Regions from separate parts of the Mus musculus genome. Here region 2 is linked to region 1. Evidence: chromatin contacts called from public promoter capture Hi-C data. All regions are on one chromosome and are shown on one strand. Each heading gives the region's core, a stretch centred on a gene start, on an enhancer-like site or on the middle of the called end of the contact. The rest is flanking DNA. Distances are from core to core; before and after follow the strand shown. Region 1 overlaps Tmtc1 (transmembrane and tetratricopeptide repeat containing 1). Region 2 holds the start of Caprin2 (caprin family member 2).

Region 1 (3,251 bases), core at 358-2,857:
TGACCACTCTGGAAATACACAGAAAAAGGGAAATTAAATAGAAAATCTATCTTCTCAAAGCAGGAGTCATGTGAGGTGTGCAGAAAAACAGGTCTTTGTTCATAGTATCGAGCTAGAAAATCATCTTTCAAAAGGACAAATTTTCTTTTAATTGATAAAGCTCTGAAAAAGCTTGGGGTTGTCATTATCAAGGCAAGAGTTAAGAAAACAACAATGTATTCCATTGCTGGTTCCCGTGATTGATTTAAAGCTTCTTAAAGCAATTTGCTGTTGGTGGAATCTAATTCAGTCAGCAGAGTGCTGTAGGCTTGGCTCCTTATTGATTTAGAATAATCTTATGAAAGAATTTTATGGTTTTCAAAGATAGTGCTAGTCTGAATGAATACAAGTCTTCCCAATGTCAAGTTGCTTTGTGGGCCAATGACAACCACGTGTGGCAGTAAAATTATAGACATGTGTTTGCTGGGAAGAATTCCGGAAAGCATCTAGTTGGAACCCCTTATTGCTTAACTCTCCTGGCTGTAGCCCCTAATGGTTACCCTCGTTCAATTCTTCTTCAGGCTCAATAATTCATAAATCTGTATGAAACAGTTCTCAGTTTATTAAAAACATATCATGCCAAACCCAGATTCCCAGCATCTAAAATAAAAAAGACTCAAATTTTAAACAGTGCACTTGGAAGGAGAAATAAATGAATTGACAGGGCTGTGTGGAAAGGAGTGAGTGCCAGGGTCGGGATCAGATGAAGTCATCCCACAAGGGGATGGCTTACCACATTTGTTCAACACCCATATCAAACAGGAAGGGTATAATGAGGCAGAAGGAAAGGGTCAGTAGTTACTGGAATGGAGGACGTAACCAAGCCCCGGGAGATTTCAGAGGAGAAGAGCTCAAATCTAACACACCAAGATTTACCTTGACAGTTTTGTTTTTGTTTTTTTTTAACATTAAAATTTTAAAATGTCCAACTTCATAGGAGAAAGGCAGAAATGAAAGAAAATTAAGCTAAATTTACTGGAGTCCAGGCTACATGCTGCTCAAAGGTCACTTGAGCAAACAGAGGAAAGTAGGCAAGGAGGGAGCAAGTTTACTCACAGCCCAGCTATCCTAGGCAGATGGAGGGACTCTTCTTCAAATCAATAACATGCAAGAGCTTAGCAGCACAACAGACTTTCACGGGGAAGGTGACAGGGAGAAGGCGCAGCAAGGCTTTCTCATATAGGGCAGAAGTCTCCTCTCTCTGACTGGCACATCCCAACAGACCCAACCTCCTGTTGCTCATTCTTACTTATAAAAGGAACTAAAGACCAAGAAGTGGAATGACAGAAGACATTCTAGATCCTGTCCCTCTAAAAAAGGATCATGTAGGCAGCGCTTCTTTTTGAATGCTGAATGCCAGGCAGAAGGGAGGGAGTACAAGAAGGTTAAAGAAACCATGGGTAACTTTGCAGAACTACAAAGTATAGGTAAAGGGCAGGCCCTAAGGGCTGGAGGCCCTTTTGCAGACATTGAGGAACTTTTCTAACAACAAGGTCTCTGTTATTCAAGGGTAGATCCGCAGCTATGACCAGGTTGCATAAGCAGAGCCCCACCCACAAGGGAAGAGTGACAGCTCTATCCACTCTTAGAGCAACCAAAATAAGACTGACAGCTGCTCTGTGCAAAGAAAAGCTAATCAATCTGAAGGTATTTATCCCAGAAAAGAAACTATTTAGTAAAATGCAGCCTGCTGGTAGGAGAAAAGTCAGACAAGTGTTCCTCACCCCACGCTCAGGACCCAGTCAATAGTGGGGAGGAGACAAAGGGACAGCGTGTCCTGAGAGGCTGCTGAGGGGAGCCTGAGCTCTATCACTCCCTGGACCTCCTCAAACCCCAAGGGTCTAGGGCGTCCTCTGAGCAAACTTAGGGTCTTTTTCCCTAGACATCTATTGCTAGTATTCTTAGACTAGCATATGTTACCCCAAAATATACCTCCTAGAATAAGGCTTATTTTGAGCTAGCTATTCTGAGAAACTGCAGACACAGGAAAAGCTTTTAAGACAGAAGAGAAATAACCTTTCTGCAAGGGAAACCATGCCCCATTTATAAGTGTGTCTCCCTCTCAGTAACAGGAAAAGGACCATTACATCTCCAGAGACAGCCATCAATTCAGAATATCACTCCTTGGCCTAGTGCACCCTACCCCCCCAAAGCTGTCCCACTGGTAGGCTTCCACATACCTCTCTTCCTTTCCTTTTTCCTTTTTCCTTTTTTTCCTTTTTCCTTTTTTCCCTTTTCCCCCTTTTTCCTCTTTCCTCTTTCCTCTTTTTCCTCTTTCCTCTTTCTTTCCTCTTTCTTTCCTCTTTCTTTCCTCTTTCTTTCCTCTTTCCTCTTTCCTCTTTCCTCTTTTTCCTCTTTCTTTCCTCTTTCTTTCCTCTTTCTTTCCTCTTTCTTTCCTCTTTCTTTCCTCTTTCCTTTCCTTTCCTTTCCTTTCCTTTCCTTTCCTTTCCTTTCCTTTCCTTTCCTTCCCTTCCCTTCCCTTCCCTTCCCTTCCCTTCCCTTCCCTTCCCTTCCCTTCCCTTCCCTTCCCTTCCCTTTTCCCTTCCCTTCCCTTCCCTTCCCTTCCCTTCCCTTCCCTTCCCTTCCCTTCCCTTTCCTTTCTTTTCCTTTTCTCTCTCCTCTCTCCCTCTCTCCCTCTCTCTTTCATCTATTTCTTTGTTGAAAAAGTTTTTCAATTAAAAAAATTTTTTACAATATATTCTGATCACACCTTCCCTTCCCCCAGCTCCTCCTCAATCTTTCCCATTTCCCCATCCACCCAACTTCAATGCCCCTCCTCTCTTTACAAACAAAAAGAGGGGAAGGAAACCCACAAGAAACACACACACATACATACACACACACACACCATATGAACACAAAAAGACCTACTGAGACAGAACAACAATAACAACAAAGCCACAGATGCCACTGAGCTTGGTTTGTGTCGACCATCTTCTGTGGGCATGTGGGCTACCCTTCAGTGTGGTTAACATACCCAGTAGGACTCCACTGGAGAAAGTTAATTTTTCTTTTGCAAGTAAATGTCAATTACAAATACTTCTTGGCTAGTAGTGGGAGCTGAAGTCCACTTCCCCTCCTTAGCACTGGGATCCCATCTGGCTTAAACCTGTGCAAGCCCTGTGTATGATGCCATTGTCTCTGGGAGTTCTTATGTGCACCAGCCCTATTGTCTTTCCTTGATGTTAACCATCCCCTCTGGTTCTTAAAAT
Region 2 (3,147 bases), core at 124-2,623, 520 kb after region 1:
TATAAAGAATGTCGAATCCTTAACCTGGCTTATGGTAATGCACACTCAGGGATGGGAGGGGTAGAAAGGTTACCTTCTTCTTCTCGATGTTCCTAATTTTGTGTTTAAGGCATATAAGTCCATTATCAATATAGGTTTCATATGCCTGGGAAGGAGATGCAGCAGAACTGAGAGTAGACTGCAGGGGGCTCAGAGCCCGCTGGTTTTCCCCTTGCTGATCCTGGTTCACTTGGGACTTGGCTGACTTCATACTTCCCACTTTTCCCTCCTCTGAATGGCCGGCCTGAAGGTGACTGGTAACCGAAAAGGGATGGAGAGAGTTGCACCACTGAAACAGATGAGGCTAAAGGATGGGGGCAGGAGGAGTTAAGTACCAATGTAAACTAAAGGTGCACAACGAGGAGCTTCTTTAAAATGAAATGAAGTCAAAACATAACGTTGATTCAGACAGCGTACTTCCACTCCCCTACTAAGGTTAATTGACACAAGCAATAGCCAATAAAGACAGTCTATACGTAGGCAAAATTTACACTATAGGAATGTTTCCAGAAGTTCTATTCCCCACATGGAGAACTGCTAAGCAAGCGGAAGGCTTCTGATCTCATTCTGAATAATTTCTATGGTCGGGGGCGGAGGGTGAGGGTTGCAGCCACAACTTCAAGCTATCTCAAAGTCTACGTGAACCAAGTTTCTTGTACTAAATGACAACACTCTTTGACTGTCCAGGACCTAACCAAGTGCATCCCCCTGGACACTGCTGCCAAGTCTCACAAACTGTACGCCGAGGTGGCTTCCAGTTGTGTTTACAGTAACTCACAATCACTCACTCCTATACTGGCAAGCCTTCCGCTACCCGCACCAAGGAACCGGGAAACCAAGGAGTCGGACACTTCAACTCTATTCAGAAATCCTGCCCGTAAGGAGCAAGACCAGAGCTAGACAGCCCCTGGACACCATTGCTCGTTCAAGTGCCCCAAGGGCCCGAGTAGAGGAGCCCCAGTCAGGGTCACAGTCTAAGGGCCCACGCAGCCCACCAGACGCAGAGCGCTCTGCAAAGCCGCTGAGAAGCCCGACCCCAGAATGCTGGGGCACCACGCTTCTCCACCCCGCCGCGGCCGCGCAGACCCACCCACCCCGCCGCCGTCCTGCTTCACCTCCCCGGCTGCCTCCGAAAGCGCGCGGGAGTCCTGCGCGCTGCAAAGTGGGCGAACTCCACCCCGCACTCCCTTCTCCCCCCGCGTCCCTTCCTCCCGCCTCAGCTTAGCCTGCGGCCACCGCCGACAGTGCACCCAGCCAACTCCGCTGCTCGCGCCCAAGCTGTCCCCCTCAAGGCGCGCGCAACTTATGTAGGCCGCGCACGGCGCGACCACGCCCAAATCCCGCCTATTTCCGGTCCTCTGCCCCGCCCTCTAGCACGCGAGCTCCCCTCGGAGGCTTCGCCTTCCGGTGTCCCCTCCCACTCCCCTCTCGTGCGCTAGACCACCACAGTCCGCCCTTTTCCGGTACCCGGGACCTGCGAGGGACAGGTCCTTTCCGGTGCCCCTCTCTGCAAGCCTGCGCTTGGCGCGTACCTTCCCTGCGCTTCTCTGTTGCGCCTGAGGCTGGTGTGAGATACTGCACCTGGTAGCATGGATGGGCCCGCTTGTTTCAGCCAGCACTGGTGCAGATGATTTCAATTCTTGGAAAAGAGGCAGCAAGTCCTGCGCAGAATGACCAGATAAGCCAGCCTTCAGGCTCTAATGGTTTAAATGGGCACTTCTAAAATACAAGAGCACCCTTGCCCCACAGATGATTTTTCATTGTAGAATGAGTCAGAGGACTCAGCCTGTAAGAGCAGCAGAGTAGATGACTGCAGCCTTTGTAGTAGGAGGGTATGCGCCAAGGCTATGTGTCGCTATGAAGCAATTCATTTCATTGGCACTAAAAGAGTTGTTAAAATTATTTGTTGGGCCGGGCAGTGGTGGCGCACGCCTTTAATCCCAGCACTCGGGAGGCAGAGGCAGGCAGATTTCTGAGTTCGAGGCCAGCCTGGTCTACAGCGTGAGTTCCAGGACAGCCAGGGCTACACAGAGAAACCCTGTCTCGAAAAAAAGAAAAAAAAAACAACAACAAAAAAAAGTTATTTGTTGGGTTGCATAAAGTTAACAGAAAACAGGAAGAATGTCAGCTTCTGAAGGACTGGTGGTAGTTCCTGTATCAAATGAGGTTTTAGGGGTAGATTACTCCCTAATACCAGGGAGGCAGGAACAGACCTAAACAAAAAACACTACCTCATAAACTAAATAAAATAATAAAGTTAATAAATTAAAACTTGTGCCCAAGTATTTTACCAAATAGAATTGGTTTTAAGTCCTATCCTTGAGGCAAGGGTAATTATTTAGAACAGGGCAGTCAAAAGCATAATCAAGTAAATAAATGGAAAGTCTGGACAAGACCACCCAAAAATCACCTTGGCTTTGGCACTTCTTGTTACCTATTACATGTTTACCTGCATGTATGTTTATGTACATGGTTGCCTGGTTCCTGCTGTAGGTCAGAAAAGGGTGTTGGATACCCTGGAACTGGAGTTATAAACAGTTGTGAACCACCACGTGGGTGCAGGGAATTGAGCCCAGGGAGGGCCTGTGGAAGAGCAGCCAGTGCTCTTAACCACTGAGTCATCTCTCCTCCCTGTCCTATTATGTTCTTTAATGTTGTATTTTAGCTTTGAATCTCTGAACTATACCTGCAACTTGAATATTAGACAAACACTATGTTGTCTGTTTTCCTCATTTATAACTAGAGAAAGAACAGGCTGCTGAACTGACCAATAGACTTACCTTTTGCCACACAGAGTGGCCATGAAGCCTGTGATGAGCACACCTTCAGATAACTGAACTGACACATTTATATTTGCATATGCCTTTGTTGGCCTATGCTAATAATGAACCCAAAAATAATATTTCCAACCAGGGGTTGTGGCACATACCTTTACAGGCACACAACTCCCAGCACTCAAGAGGCCGAGGCAGGAAGATTATAAGTCTGAGGATAGCCTGAATCTCCAGATTTACCATAACTATCATTTGGGCCATTAGATTGAGATATAATCCTAACTACTCAATGGGAGAATTGCTAATAAATCTGTTAATTTATTTAATAACATGG

Evidence for each region. Promoter capture Hi-C pulls out the DNA fragments that hold promoters and counts their contacts.
Region 2: a contact with region 1 is called in a promoter capture Hi-C map of pre-B cells, with 3 times the contacts expected there. The contact joins the promoter of Caprin2 here to the enhancer-like site in region 1. A contact is called at or near these places in 7 of 39 promoter capture datasets (the 3T3-L1 cell line, cranial neural crest, hippocampal neurons and 3 more), 1 of 115 datasets of contacts at active chromatin or transcription factors (pancreatic cancer cells) and 3 of 9 other capture datasets (adipose tissue, macrophages and pancreatic islet).

The regions. Positions count from the first base shown.
Region 1 is chr6:148,373,999-148,377,249 of GRCm38.p6, forward strand. All of the region lies in intron 5 of Tmtc1 (transmembrane and tetratricopeptide repeat containing 1), which reads right to left. Among named protein-coding and RNA genes, the nearest start is that of Tmtc1, 69 kb to the right of the region's middle. Within about 2 kb of position 1,608, at least 19 of the 459 cell types and tissues checked have an H3K27ac peak or open chromatin away from gene starts, as enhancers often do. A contact at or near this core is called in adipose tissue and pre-B cells, where this site is marked.
Region 2 is chr6:148,894,864-148,898,010 of GRCm38.p6, forward strand. Caprin2 (caprin family member 2) reads right to left here and starts at 1,374. Exons shown (of 19, transcript NM_181541.4): 1 at 1,155-1,374; 2 at 74-293. The coding sequence starts at 250.